2 separate regions of the Vulpes vulpes genome follow, and region 2 is linked to region 1. The links are chromatin contacts, called in public Hi-C maps. All regions are on one chromosome and are shown on one strand. Each heading gives the region's core, a stretch centred on a gene start, on an enhancer-like site or on the middle of the called end of the contact. The rest is flanking DNA. Distances are from core to core; before and after follow the strand shown. Region 1 holds the start of SAP130 (Sin3A associated protein 130). Region 2 holds the start of AMMECR1L (AMMECR1 like).

The links. Hi-C and Micro-C count contacts between places; a contact is called where the count stands out from the background.
Region 2: a Hi-C map of skeletal muscle shows a contact between it and region 1, with 2.5 times the contacts expected there. The contact joins the promoter of AMMECR1L here to the promoter of SAP130 in region 1. A contact is called at or near these places in 2 of 3 Hi-C or Micro-C datasets (both in skeletal muscle).

Annotation. Positions count from the first base shown.
Region 1 is chr5:2,731,967-2,738,631 of VulVul3, reverse strand. It overlaps SAP130 (Sin3A associated protein 130), which reads right to left and starts at 3,478. Exons shown (of 21, transcript XM_026015676.2): 1 at 2,777-3,478; 2 at 1,027-1,144. The coding sequence starts at 1,138.
Region 2 is chr5:2,867,293-2,873,957 of VulVul3, reverse strand. It overlaps AMMECR1L (AMMECR1 like), which reads right to left and starts at 2,379. Exons shown (of 8, transcript XM_072757452.1): 1 at 2,004-2,379; 2 at 385-494. It overlaps LOC140598961 (a long non-coding RNA gene), which reads left to right and starts at 2,406. Exons shown (of 2, transcript XR_012001468.1): 1 at 2,406-2,920; 2 at 3,188-6,665.

The sequences.
Region 1 (6,665 bases), core at 2,229-4,728:
ATAACTTTTGACTCGCTAAGAGCTTAACTAATAACCTACTGCTGACTGGAAACCTTGCCTGTAACACTCGATTAACATATATTTTGTATATTATATCTTATATTCTTATAATAACGTAAGCTACAGAGAAAATATTAAAATCATAAGAAAGGCAAAATACATTTGTAGTGCTGTATTACCTTTGTTAGAAAATATCCACATGGACAGCCCGGGTGGCTCAGCGGTTTAGTGCTGCCCTCAGCCCAGGCTGTGATCCTGGAGACCCGGGATCGAGTACCACGTCGGGTTCCCTGCATGGAGCCTGCTTCTCCCCCTGCCTGTGCCTCTGCCTCTCTCTCTCTCTGTGTGCCTCTCATGAATAAATGAATACAATCTTAAAAAAGAAAATATCTACACATAATGGACTTGAACAGCTCAAACCTGTGTTTTTCAAGGGCTCACTGTACTTTTTTTTAAAACCTTCTTTCCTAGCTCATAGTCTCCTAAAAGGCAAGAATTATGCCTTACACACCTTTGGACTCCCTCATGGCACTATTACACCGCTTGGCCTTAAAGACCACATTAACGTAGTTCTCGTAGGCATGCTTTGTTCTAAGTTTCACATATACTCCAGTACATGTGAAAGGATTAAAAAAGAATTTTTATTTTTTATTTATTTTATTTTTTTAAAAAAAGAATTTTTAAAAACCCTTGTTTATTTATTCATTTTTAAGGCAGGGGGTGGGGCAGGGGAGAGAGAGGGAGAATCTTAAGTAGGCTTGATGCCCAGCACAGAGACTGAGGTGGGGCTCAATCTCACAACCCTGAGATCATGACTTTAGCTGAAATCAAGAGTCAGATGGTTAATCAACTGAGCCACCCAGGCGCCTCCGAAAACCTTGTTTACACTAGAATTGTAATATATCCTTTCTTCAAATTCAATAACCTAGTATTTCCTAAAACCCCACGAGGCATTTGCTAATTTTTAAATTAAAAAGCCTGCAATATTCTTAAAGAAGCGATATAGAGGAATATCACATATCTCACCTGTGGCAGCTGGGTTTATCAATCCTGCAGAACCACTGTTTGCAATCTGTGAAGGCGCCTGGCTTAGCCCAGTGGAAGGGGTTCCTAATCGAGGAAACTGTTGAGAACTCATTTCCACCTGCAGTGCATACAGTCATACGGTTATTACTAAATTCTCCCATTAGAATCAATGACGAGAAATCAAAGCATCTCCAATACCTATGCTGTCCCTCAGAAAAGCAAATGCAGCTTCATTCACCTGCAGCAATTACTTGTGGCCAACATATGCAGCAGAAATGGTCTAGATTCTGTAAGTGTTTAAGGGGCACGGGTTCGAGTAATAGTGAAATCATCTGGGCGGTGTTGAGGGAACTACGACACTCGGTAAACACTCATGGATTGCCACTGAAATAAACCAACACTGAATCCTGTACAACAGCCACATGACAGGTATTAGCACGATACACTATGTGTCCCATACACAGGTGTACGGGGAAGCGCACGCTCCTTTGCAATACTGAAGCTCCCACCACGGTGAGCACAACTGTCAGCAGCAAGTCAAGGGAGAGACCCGAGGGGAGATGCCCTGTTCCAAGAATCCAGAAACCTTACTCGCCTGCAGACCTGATCCCAAAGCAACTCTGAAATGCTTTTCCGCACAGGCCTCCCCTTACGGATCTCCTCCCTTCTCTCGCAGACCCCCTACCCCCGCCGGGCCGGAGACCCTCGCCCCTCTCCCTAGGCCACCCCCACTTCTCAGCAGCCTCGCTCTACCCACACTCCCGGTTCGCACACGGCCCCACCCCCACCCCCAAGCCCACCGCTGAGACCGCAGAACGCGGGTTCGCAGCGACACTCCGGGCGTCAGCGACTCTGTCTTGGCGAGGAGGGAGGCCGGCGTCCGGGGAGCCCCGGGGCAAGCGGCGCGCCTCTTTACCTGCAGCCACCGCCCGCCGCCCGCACCGCCCGCTTCCACCTCGCCGGGCTGGGGATGCCGCGGGGGGCCCATCTCGGTAACAGAGCTGGGCCCCCGGGTCGCGGAGAGGGCTCCTGCCCAGGCGCGCCTTGGCCCCGCCGCTGTCCGCCCCGCCGGCCCCGCGCACCCCGCCACGGCTGGGATCCAGCCTCCTTCCCCCGAGCCTGCCCCTACCTCCCCCGCCCGCCCATTGGCCCCACACCAGGCGCGTCACTCGCGGGGCCGCACCAATCCGCGGAGGCCTGCGCGCTCTGGTCCCGCCCCTCCCTCCCGCCGACTCCCAGCCAATCACGCGCGCGCCTCGCCGGGGCAGCCCAAAGCCCTCGAGGCCGAGCCAATGGCAGCGGAGGGCGAGCGCTCCCGGAGAGGGGGGCGGGGGGGCGGCAGGCCCCGCCCCGGCCGGGGTCTGAAAGCGGCGGGCGCAGGGCCCGGATGTGGAGAGTCACTTTAAACTGCTCCAGGAGCCAAACTCCCTGGGCCGCCCGCCCGCCGGCGCTCCCCCGGCCGCTCCACTCGCCCGCCAGGGCCCACGCCCGCCACGCCCCCGAGCCCGAGACAGCCCACCCCTCCCCGAGTCTCTCCCTTCCGCGCCGCAGGACCCCAGGTTCCTGCCGCCGGCCCAACCGCCGTGCTCAGCTCGAGAAAGAGCCTCGGTCTGAGCCGCAGGAGCCGAAGCGCCGCTGCCCTTCCCCAGGGACGCAGAGGGACGGACGCTGCAGCCCGGCTCGGCCGCCCCGCCCCCTCGTCTCCTCCCCTCCCCTCCCCTCCCCTCCCGGGCGCCCGTCCCGCCATTACCTGGGTGCTGCGCCGAGGGGCCGTCGCGCCACCTCGAGCTCGCTCCCGTGCGCTCTCCGCCTGCGGGGCCGACGTCCTCGGGCTCCGGACCAGCCGCCGCAGCCGGGGCGCTAGCACTCTGTCCCCCACCCCTCAGCCCAGCGCCGCTGCTTCCGCCGCCGTAACGAGCCTCTCCCCTATTGGCTGGGTCAAGCCCCGCCCCCCTCTGGGGAAGCCAGTCACCGCTCGGCGTGAGCGGGAGATCGGACGGGCCCGCCCACTGGGCCCGCGGGGGCCTCTGGGAAATGTAGTCTCTGGGGCCCGGAGGGCGGGCCTGGGCGGGATCTGCGGGCGACCCGGCCGGTGCAACACACCCCTTTGCTGCTAGGAGCGGGTTCTCTGCCTTTTTCCTTTGCCTCGTAAAGAGGTAGCGGATCCCACCCTTTTCCTCCACTGACGGCGCTAGACTTCATTTTCCCACGGGAGGTGCGGCACGGGCAGAGGGTGATGGAGGCCGACTGCAGCGGGGCGAAGAGGCCGCAGCAGGACCGAGGGTGGTCCTGCCTGTGCTCACTTCCCCGCGCCGCGTTGTGGGACTTGATGTCACCACCCAAGGCGACGGCTGGCGAAGCCTGCGCATCGCTGGAGGATCGGGCGCGCTGAACCGGAGCGGCTGTGCGGTGTGTGCAACCGGCGCGCCGCCCCGAGAGCCGTGCGCGGCTCCGCGAGGCAGCCCCAGGCCGTGCACCGGGGGTAAAGCCCGCTGGCTCCGAGCGGCCCCGGTGCACGACTCGGGCGCTGTGCACTGGCTCCGTCGGTCTAGGCTGCAAAGAAGCGAAGGGGATGGTGCTGCTTTGTTGTTGTTTCGTTTGGGGTAGACGATTGGAGTTTGCACACTTGTGCAAGTCTTTTTTTTTTTTTTTTAAGATTTTATTTATTTATTCACGAGAGACACACAGAGAGAGGCAAAGACACAGGCAGAGGGAGAAGCAGGCTGCATGCAGGGATCCCCTTGTGGGACTCGATCCCGGGTCTCCAGGGTCACGCCCTGGGCCAAAGGCAGGCTCTAAACCGCTGGGCCACCCAGGGATGCCCACCCTTGTGGAAGTCCTAGCCAAAAATCTTGAAGCAAAATTCGGATCTGTTAATAGACATTACCTGCCCCTTCTCCTTTCCCAGTCGGTAATTTAGGCCTGGAGTTTTGTGGCTAGTTAGAAATAAGTAGGGGTGGAGCTCCTCCTTCCTATCCTGCACAGCTGGGTAAGATAACTGCTTGCTAGGAAGACAGCAGCTCATAGCAACAAGGATGACTCTCAAGTACCCTCTCCTTCCTCAAGCTACTTTCCTTCCCTCTTCAAATTTCTTCTAAATGTAACTGATGTGATGCACTTGAGCCTCCTCTCTTGCTAGGCAGTCTATGACTCTTGCTGGATTCTGCTCCTGCCGCCCTTCTCAAACTGCTTCCCAAAAGTTGCCGGTGATCTGTTTTACGGAGTGGTCCTTGCTTAGCTCTTACCATGTCTTACCGACAGTAATTCCATTTAACGTTTATCCCGTGGCCTCTATAACCGCACTCCCTCCTGGTTCTACTCCTATCCGTATCAAGCTCCATTATACTTCTTTTTTTCTCACAAATACAGCACTCGCCAAGGGCCCAACCGTCTTATAATGCTCTACTATCTTCCTAACTAGTTTAATGCATTCTTGAAAATGACTCAAAATCTTATCCACACAGTGACTTCTCTCTGAGTTGTACACCTACAGTTCCACAAATATGTCTCCCAACCCTCTGAAAGGTAACGGATTGAACACCTTTTTTGATTTGCCTTATCTATGCCCTCCTTCTGATTTCTGGGTTTGATGAATGACATCACCATCCTCTCTGCCTTTGGTTTTATTGTTGTTATTTTTCACTTTTCTATCACCCAATGTCACCATATGTACCTCTGTACTGCCTTTCCGGTGGCTTCCATAATCTTGGCTCAAGCTTTCACTATTTCTTGTCTGGATTATAGTAGTGCTGTAATCGAGTGCCCCCACCTGAATCTCTTTCTACTCCCAATATGACCTCCACAGACTTCTCTTCCTAAAACATTAATCTGAGTCCATTCTTCCCTTCCATGATGTTCCAATGACTTCAGAATAAATCTTTAAATCCAGTATTGAAGGTCTTGATAATTTAGTCCCTCCAACTCAAACATAGGATACTCTCTCAACAGTAGTTTCCACCAATTCTCCACATAGTTTGACTTCCAGGGTTTTGCTCAAGGCTGATGTACCTTCTATAAGGCCTCAACCTTCAGCAATCACCTGGTAGAGTTCCACCAATTCTGCACTACCTACCTGGAAAGAAAATTATTTATCTTCTCCTACAAGCCTTCCTTGAACTCCTCCCCCGCCCCCCCCCCCCCCCCCACAGGATACTTTCTGAAACTTCTTCAGTACCTCTAATATAGCACTAATCTGTCTACTCTATATTCCTCCTGGAGTAGGCAGAGAGAGAAATTAATCATGTTTGTATCTCCAGTCAACAGGAAGGATTCAATAAATGTTTGCTGAGTATAGTCGCAAACACATCATAGTACATGGATGAAATCTGAGTTTTCCTCAGTTACTAGGGACAGCCTCTGCTGCTTTATTCATGCATGTCTCTTGTCCTTCATATCATGGACACTTGAAGGAAAATCCATGGTTATGTTGCTGGGTTTTAGAATCCCCACCACCGAGTTTGGTGTGCTGAAGGCACACCAAGACAATCCTTGTACCCCAGCTGGGCTGAGTCCTCCATACATCCCAAATATTCAAGCCTCCTGTCAGTTTCAGGTGCTTTTCTTGGGTCTAGATAATGATATTGCTCACATAAGGTAGTGTGGATGGATTGAGCAAAGACACCAACAAACACCACACACTGGGTGGTTATCTAAAGGAAGGCAAATAACTACTGCCCTCTACCAACAAAGAGGACAGGGTCTCAATGCAAGTGTCCTGTGGTAGTGAAGTGTCAGTGGGTGGCCTATAAGTGTTGGTGGAGCTGTAGTAGGCTTTTGGCACTGGGCTCCTATGGTTCTCAGTCTGTAAGAACCTGGGTGGTCTAATGATACTCCTTGTGGTTCCTCTCAGTCCAGATGCTCCCCTTGGCCCAACTCTTAAGCCAGAGAAATCTAGTCCCATCCAGTTCACTCATCTGTAAAGTGAGAATGCCATTACTTCTCTCCAACTTATTGTATAGATTAAATGAGCTATAGATATAAAGGATGTGATGTTTTTGAACTTTGTCATATCCACTGTTTTTATAACCTTCATCTGTTTATAACCTTCATCTGTCTCAGGCAAGACTCACCATGTATTACCTCCTGGCACCACATTCTGTACCACTGTCCTTACCCCAAATGTACATGTGCTAGGTATGGTGGATAGATCGTAAGATGACTCCTTATGATCCTCTTTCTGGTGTTTATTCCCTTGTGTAATTCCTTTCCCATGAATGTGAGAAGGACCTGCGATTTGTTCTAATAGAAGATGGCAAAGGGGATGAGATGTCACTTCCTTGACCATGTTATGTTCTATGAGACTGTTTTGCTGTCAGACTTGCTCTAGAGACTTCTATTTGGCCTGATAAAGCAGCCATGTGACATGGCAAGGAACCATAGGTGGCCTGGTAGGAACTGCAAGCAACCTCTAGGATTGGAGGGTGGCTTCCAGAAAACATCTGCAAGAGTTTAGACCTTCAGTCCTACACACCAAGGAAATAAGTTCTGCCAACAACTGGGTGAGCTTGGAAGCTGATTCTTCCTTAGTCAAGCTTCCAGATGAGAACCTAGTCCAGTTGATACCTTAATTGTCACACCTGGACTCTTGACCCACAGAAACTATGAGATAATAAATGTGTGTTGTGGGAGTCGGGTGGAGG
Region 2 (6,665 bases), core at 1,130-3,629, 140 kb before region 1:
ATATGGAAGAGACCCAATAACTGACCTTCATCAGAAACTGAATTAACCTGAGAGTTTTCATCTTTGGCTGTCTTAAGAATGAGTAATTTGGGGGAAGGGGTGGGAGCCAGACCGTTATGTACTGAAAGCATACAGGTTAAGTGTAATACTACACCACTATGTAGGTCACTTTGATGGGATCATTAAAAATAAACTCGTTTTTACGTATTTAAATTATTTTAAGAGAGCAAGTAGAAGGAAATTCACGAATACTAGAACCCTCTCAAGGAAGTAGAAAAATACAAGCGAAGAAGTAATCCTATATCCTGACGCCCTAGCCCAAAGCTAAAACCAATAACAGCAACAAATTCTAAACATTCTAAATATGTCCAAGATAATACTCACTGAAAGCAGATAGTTTGTATTGCCAGGGGAACAGCTATAATAGAGGAGGGGAACTATTTTGTCTCTGAAATGAGCCTTCTTCCTTCCGATTCCATTCCTTCTTCCTGTACCTAAGATAGAAATGCAGGTGCAGTGAATGAACAAAATCAAGGCGGTCCAGAAGATAGGGTTTTTGAAAAATCACAACTCATAGGGCAATTTCTAGAAAAAAAAAAGAAAAAAAAAAGAAAAAAAACAAAAGCTAGGAACAAGCTCTCCCTACTTCAAAACATTTCAAAATCTAAATACAAGGTAGCAATGGCAGTCCTGTGCACTGAATCACCTCATCCTTGGTGTCATCACCAAGCAGGGAGGACGCGGAGGATCAAAGGTTTTATTGAACCTGAACATGAGACGCACGGGATAGCTTCTTCCACCGCTAATTTAGATCAAAACTTGCTCTCAGGCCAAGATATACCATCTCAGGGCCCTCCCACTGGCTTCAGAATACACACATATTCTCAAGTCCTCTGCAAAGACGGTGTCGAAGAATTACTGGACAGCACGCCAGGGTCCTGGGGACAGGCCATCTTGTCACCCCAGGTGGAGGTGCTAATTGTTGGTGAGTTCTTCATCTTCACTATTAGTCGTGCATGAATCTCTTCAACAACTCCCCCTCCCCCCACCCCCCACCCCCCCAGGGTTAGGGAATCAAGCTATTCCCAACGATGTAAACAGGAGACTCCAAGCCCCACCCACACTATCCAAGGAGAGGGCAGTGAAAGAGGATAGGCCCGGAGGGATGAGGGTGAGGGAGTGTGGCAAAGTGAGGAGTTCAGGTCAGGACAGCGAAGGGAGGAGGGCGAGGGATGAAGGGCAAAACCCACAGCCCGGGAAGGAGAGTTTAAGGGGGAGGGCGATGGGGATGGGGATGGGGCTGGGGCTGGGGCTGGGGCTACGGTGCAAAAGGGTGGGGCTGGGGGAAAAGAGAAGAGCAAGAGGAGAGGCAGCCTGAAGACTCGGGCAAGAGCGGACGGCGGAGTGGGGAGGGGCAGAGGCGGGCAGGAGCGCTGGGGGGGGTGGCGGGCAGAGTACGGGGCGCCGGGGGAGCCGGGGGAGCTGGGAGGCGCCGGAGCGGCCGTCGGGCGGCGAGGGCCGGGCCGCGGGGGCGGAATCCGGAGGCCGGGCCGCGGCGGGGGCGGCGGGGGCGGCGGGGGCGGGCTCGGGGCGGGGGGCTCGGGGCGGGGGCCGCCAGGCGGCGCCGGAGACCACCAAACTTTACCGAGACACACAGCGCTCGCCGGAGGGAGCGCGGAGGGCGCCCGAGCCTTCCCGGCCTCGCCTCACCCCCCGGGCGGCCGCCAGCGCCTCCCCCGCACGGCCCCCGGCCCCCGGCCCCCGGCGGGGACCCGCCCGCAGGCCCGCAGGCCCCGCCCGCCCCGCCTCGCCCCGGCCTGCCCCGGCCTCGCCCCGGCCTCGCCCGGCCTCCGGCGGCCCCTCCCCCACGCGCTCCGGGACCCTCGGCCCTGACCCCGGAGCCCCCGCCCCGGGCCCTGCGCTCGCCCCAGCGTGAGGAGGCCCCGCGGGCAGCCGGGCCGGCGCGGGGAGGAGGAGGGCGCGGCGCAGCCCGAGTTTCCCACCTTCTCTCCTGGCCCAGACGCAGCCGCGGTGGACGGGACCTCTCGCGCTCTGCCCTCTCCTCCTGCTTCATGGAGCCATGCGCCTGGGTGGGGGCTCCCGAGAGAAGCGGGCCCGGGGCGGGCGGGCGGGCCGGGCGCGCGGCGCGGACGGGGCGGGGCGAACAAGGCCGGCGGCGGCGGGCGGCGGGCGGAGGAAGCGGCGGAGGAGGCGGCGGGCGGCCGGCGGCGGTGGCGGCGGGGAGGAACTAGAGGTATTCCCCGGGCGGCTGGAGGACTGAGTCGCGCCGGGACCCGGGTCCTCCAGTATCCCAGCAGCCACCGGAGGCAGTGAGGTAATGGAGGAGGAATGTAGGGAGTCCTCCAGCGGACCACACGCCCTCTAGCGAGCCGCGAAGACCATAGAGACTCGGGGCCGCCGGAGCGCCGCCCCGCCACTGTCACGTGGCCCGATCCGCGCACTCCATTGGCTGGCGCCGGCTCGACGGGGCTGAACTCTGAGCGCCGCTTCCCACCCGTGGGCCGAGCCCCGGCAGTTGGGAGGAAGGGGCCTGCGGCGGCGGTTCGGGGGCCGGCGGCTGTCCTCGGAGCTCGGCTCCGCGCTCCGCCCGCCAAGCCGCCGCACTGCCGGCCGGGCCGCCCGGCGTCTGCGAGAGAGCGCGAAGCGCGCGGGGAGCCCTGGGGCGGGCGGCGGCGTCCGAGCCCCCAGCCCCGAGCCCCCGAGCCCCGAGCCCGCGGCCCTTCTCCTGGACCGCGCGGGCCTCCTGCCGCCGCGGGGGCTGCAGGCTGCGTGCCGGGCTCGTCCTGGACGGAGAAGGGCCAGCAGCGCCAGCCCCTGGGCCAAGGCCCAGCCTCCGCCCGAAGCCCCTGAGTTCCCAGGCTGGAGACGCTGCCCCCTCCCCGGCAGGACCGACTGCGCAGTAAGGCCCCACGGGCGCGCCCCTCGGGACCCGGCGGGGGAGGGTCTCAAACACCAGGGCAGGGCGTGTTGGGAAGTTAGGAGGGAATGACTTGGACTTGCAGTACTTGCGGTCTGGTTTGGGGACCCGGCATTCCTAATTACGGGTGCGGCTGCAGTGCCTCCTGCTTCCCGACCCCGACCCTTCCCGGCGCCGCGGCCAGCAGGTGCATGCCCGCTTTTATTTATTTATTTATTTTTTAATTTTTTCTTTATTTATTTATGATAGTCACAGAGAGACAGAGAGAGGCAGAGACACAGGCAGAGGGAGAAGCAGGCTCCATGCACCGGGAGCCCGACGTGGGATTCGATCCCGGGTCTCCAGGATCGCGCCCCGGGCCAAAGGCAGGCGCCAAACCGCTGCGCCACCCAGGGATCCCCGCATGCCCGCTTTTAAAGCCACGCCAGGCTCGTCAAGAGCACAGGCTCAAGCCCACATGTAGGCTGTTTTGTGTTTTGCTCTCCTGTTTATGCACAAAGGAATCCTTAAACGCGTTTGTCCTCAAAGAGCAAAAGAGAAGTATCTAGTAAAAAATGCAAATCGTAATCTTGACAGCGAAGCTTTCCAGCAAAAAAACTTCTGCTCTAGAATGCATAATGTACTCGAGCGTAATAAGATCTGCTACTACAGACTTTTTAGCATAATTACCTGTAGACAGCGAAAACTGAGGAAACCGACTATCTGGTTGGTGTCTCTTGGGCCCAGGCTCTCAGAGAACCTAGTGAAGGGCAACAGAGAAAGGAATAGGCAGCTCTGCCTTGCAGAACAGGAGGTGACTTTAAAAAAAAAAAAAAAAATTCTGTAGCAGCCTTGAGGATTCCTGTCACAGTCTTGACACACTTATCTGCTGTTGAGGCCACATTTGCCTCTTTCCAACCTCCGCCTGCCTGAAAACTACAAATTAGAGGACTGTGTGGCCCACAGCTGGAAATACAGGAGGCAGCAAACCAGAGGTCGATTTTTGTTGTTGCCTCTAAATAAGGAGAGGGAATTCTGACTTAAAATAGAATAAATTTCACATACTGAAGATTTTTCCAGCTGAAAGTCTTAAAATATGGCATCTGGAAAGGGCCTTAGTCTATTGCTCCCATGGCGGTACTATATCGTCATTAAACAGCCCACAGATAAGGGACTTATGGCTCCCTGGTTATCAGGCTGTCAGGAGGTAAATGATGGAACTACGCTAGACTTGAAACACTCCCGAATTAAAACAAAAACAAACCTTGCGTTGAGCTGTAGAAAGAGGCATTCTACTGAGAAGTAGAGTCCGGATGCTGTGCCCATTGTTAACTGATGCTGAACGGCAAGCGTTAGAACTTTTGAAAAGTCACTTTGAGATCACCTCCTATCAGTAAGCAACAGTTGGAACGGATGCAAAGATAGGCAGGGGGAAGAAACCAAGGGCAATATATGCCAGGATGCTGTGTCTTATTTATTTTCTCACTTCCTGCACAAAATAGAGAAACCTGGTGCCTAGGAGGCACTAATTATTTGTAACCCGGATAAGTGAAGAAGAAAGCCAGCAAGCAGCAGGAATGTAATGTAGCTGGGAAAGGGAACTGTAGCTCAAGCCCTCTGCATGATCTTGAAATGTCCTTCCAATCTGCTGTGATATAACTGCACTATATCAGAATAGCTCAAATCATCTGCTTCCAGATGCACAGCTTCCCATTATTTCCTACCTTGAATGGTTAAGAATATATAGTGATATAAGAGACTAGATTTAATTGTTTCCACCCCCAAAAAGAAATAATTATGTGACATGATAGAAGTGCTCGCTAACCCTATAGTGCAGTATATAAGTGTATCAGATCACCAGATTGTACACCTTAAACATACACAATGTTATATGTCAATTATATATCAATCTAAAAAGTTCTATATGGTCATGATTAGGGGAGTGCACTCTGGAATCAGGCTGTGTTCAAATTCCAGCCCTGAAATGAATACCCGTGAACCTAGAGCAAGTTAAAGCATAATAACTCTGATCATGAAATTTAAATAAGTTTACACGTGAAGCCATTATAGGATTAGCACGTCAAAGACGCTCAATAACTGTGAAACTTACTAGTACGAGGGTATTGTGGTAAACATGAAATTGACCTGTACGATAGACATACCCATTCTTTTGGATTTGCACCTTGGATGAGCAATGCACTGACGCATTAAAGGCATTTGCGAACCTATAGTAATGAAATAAGGTTTCACAAAAGATACTGATAGGGTAACAGATTTTATCTGTCTCACTTTACAGACTGATATGGGTCCGGTCTTAGTAGGAGATACAGTCTGAATCTGTGCTCTGATCTCCACGAAAAGCAGGCACAGAGAAACTATAATCTCCTTCAGAGATACTGCCTGACTCTTGTGTATCTTCCATAGGATATAGTCCAGTTGGGCACTTAAAAGGGATGATGACTACTAATCTGATTAAAATAAATCTTGAAGGGGGCGCCTGGGTGACTCAGTCGATTGCCCATCCAACCCTTGGTTTCAGTTCAGATCTTGATCTCATGGGTCTTGTGATGGGAGTCTTGTGTCTGTGTTGGGATCCATGCTCAGAGGGGATTCTGCTTAAAGATCCTCTCCCCCTGCTCACATGCACGCTCTCTCTCTCTAATACATGAATAAAATCTTAAAAAAAATTAAAAAATCTTTATCTGTATATACCAATGTCTACGTGGGTTGAATGTTTCAGAAATATGAAATAGTTCAAATAAACTGAAAAGATCCACAGTATTTTGTTTTGTGGTAGAGTTAAACCACATTACTCTGATAAGTTTTTTTTTTAAAAGATTTTATTTATTTATTCATGAGAGAGACACAGAGAGGGAGTGACACAGGCAGAGGGAGAAGCAAGCTCCATGCAGGGAGCCCAATGTGGGACTCGATCCAGGTATTCCAGGATCACGCCCTGAGCCGAAGGGAAATGCCCAACTGCTCAGCCACCCAGTCATCCCTCTGAGAAGTATTTTTAAACTTTGCATGTCACTTGGGTACACAATTTAACATCAAGAAGTTTCTAAACTTCTAGTTATTAATGGTGAAATAAATGAAACCAAGTTGGTAAGTTCAAGTCATAAATTCATTTATTCTGTAACTACTCTTAATATTTAGTCTGTACTGAGAATTTTATATTACTTTTTTTACTGAGATGTAAATGCACAAATCTTAAGTGTACAGATTGGCTGACTCGTACTTTAGCATACATCCATGTAACCAAATTAAGATGTAGAAATTTCAAGCAGCGCAGAAGACGCCCTTGTGCCTTCACCCAGATACAAATCTCCCTTCAGAAAATAACCATTATTTTGACTTGTATCACCAGTCATAGTTTTGTTTGTTCTTGAATATCATAGAAATGGACTCATACAGTATGTATTCTTTTTGTCCTGGTTCTTTTGTTCAACAGAGAGAAAGGCATCTCTCTGGCTGGGTGCAGGTATAGTTTATTCCTTTTATTTGCTGCATAGACTGTAACATCATTCAATATATATTGGATGAATATGCCAGAATTTGTTTATCCAGCATTATTTTTAAAAATCTTGTTTCCTTCTCAGAGTCTAAAGATTTAATACTTTCTGCAAGATCTCATGTTTTTTGCAATTCTGTGTGGCTCATTCTCAAATAGCAATGGTTATAAACGGCTATTGTGTCAGGTTCCAGCCAGGAAAGAGATAATTCAGAGATAACAATGCATCTCCAC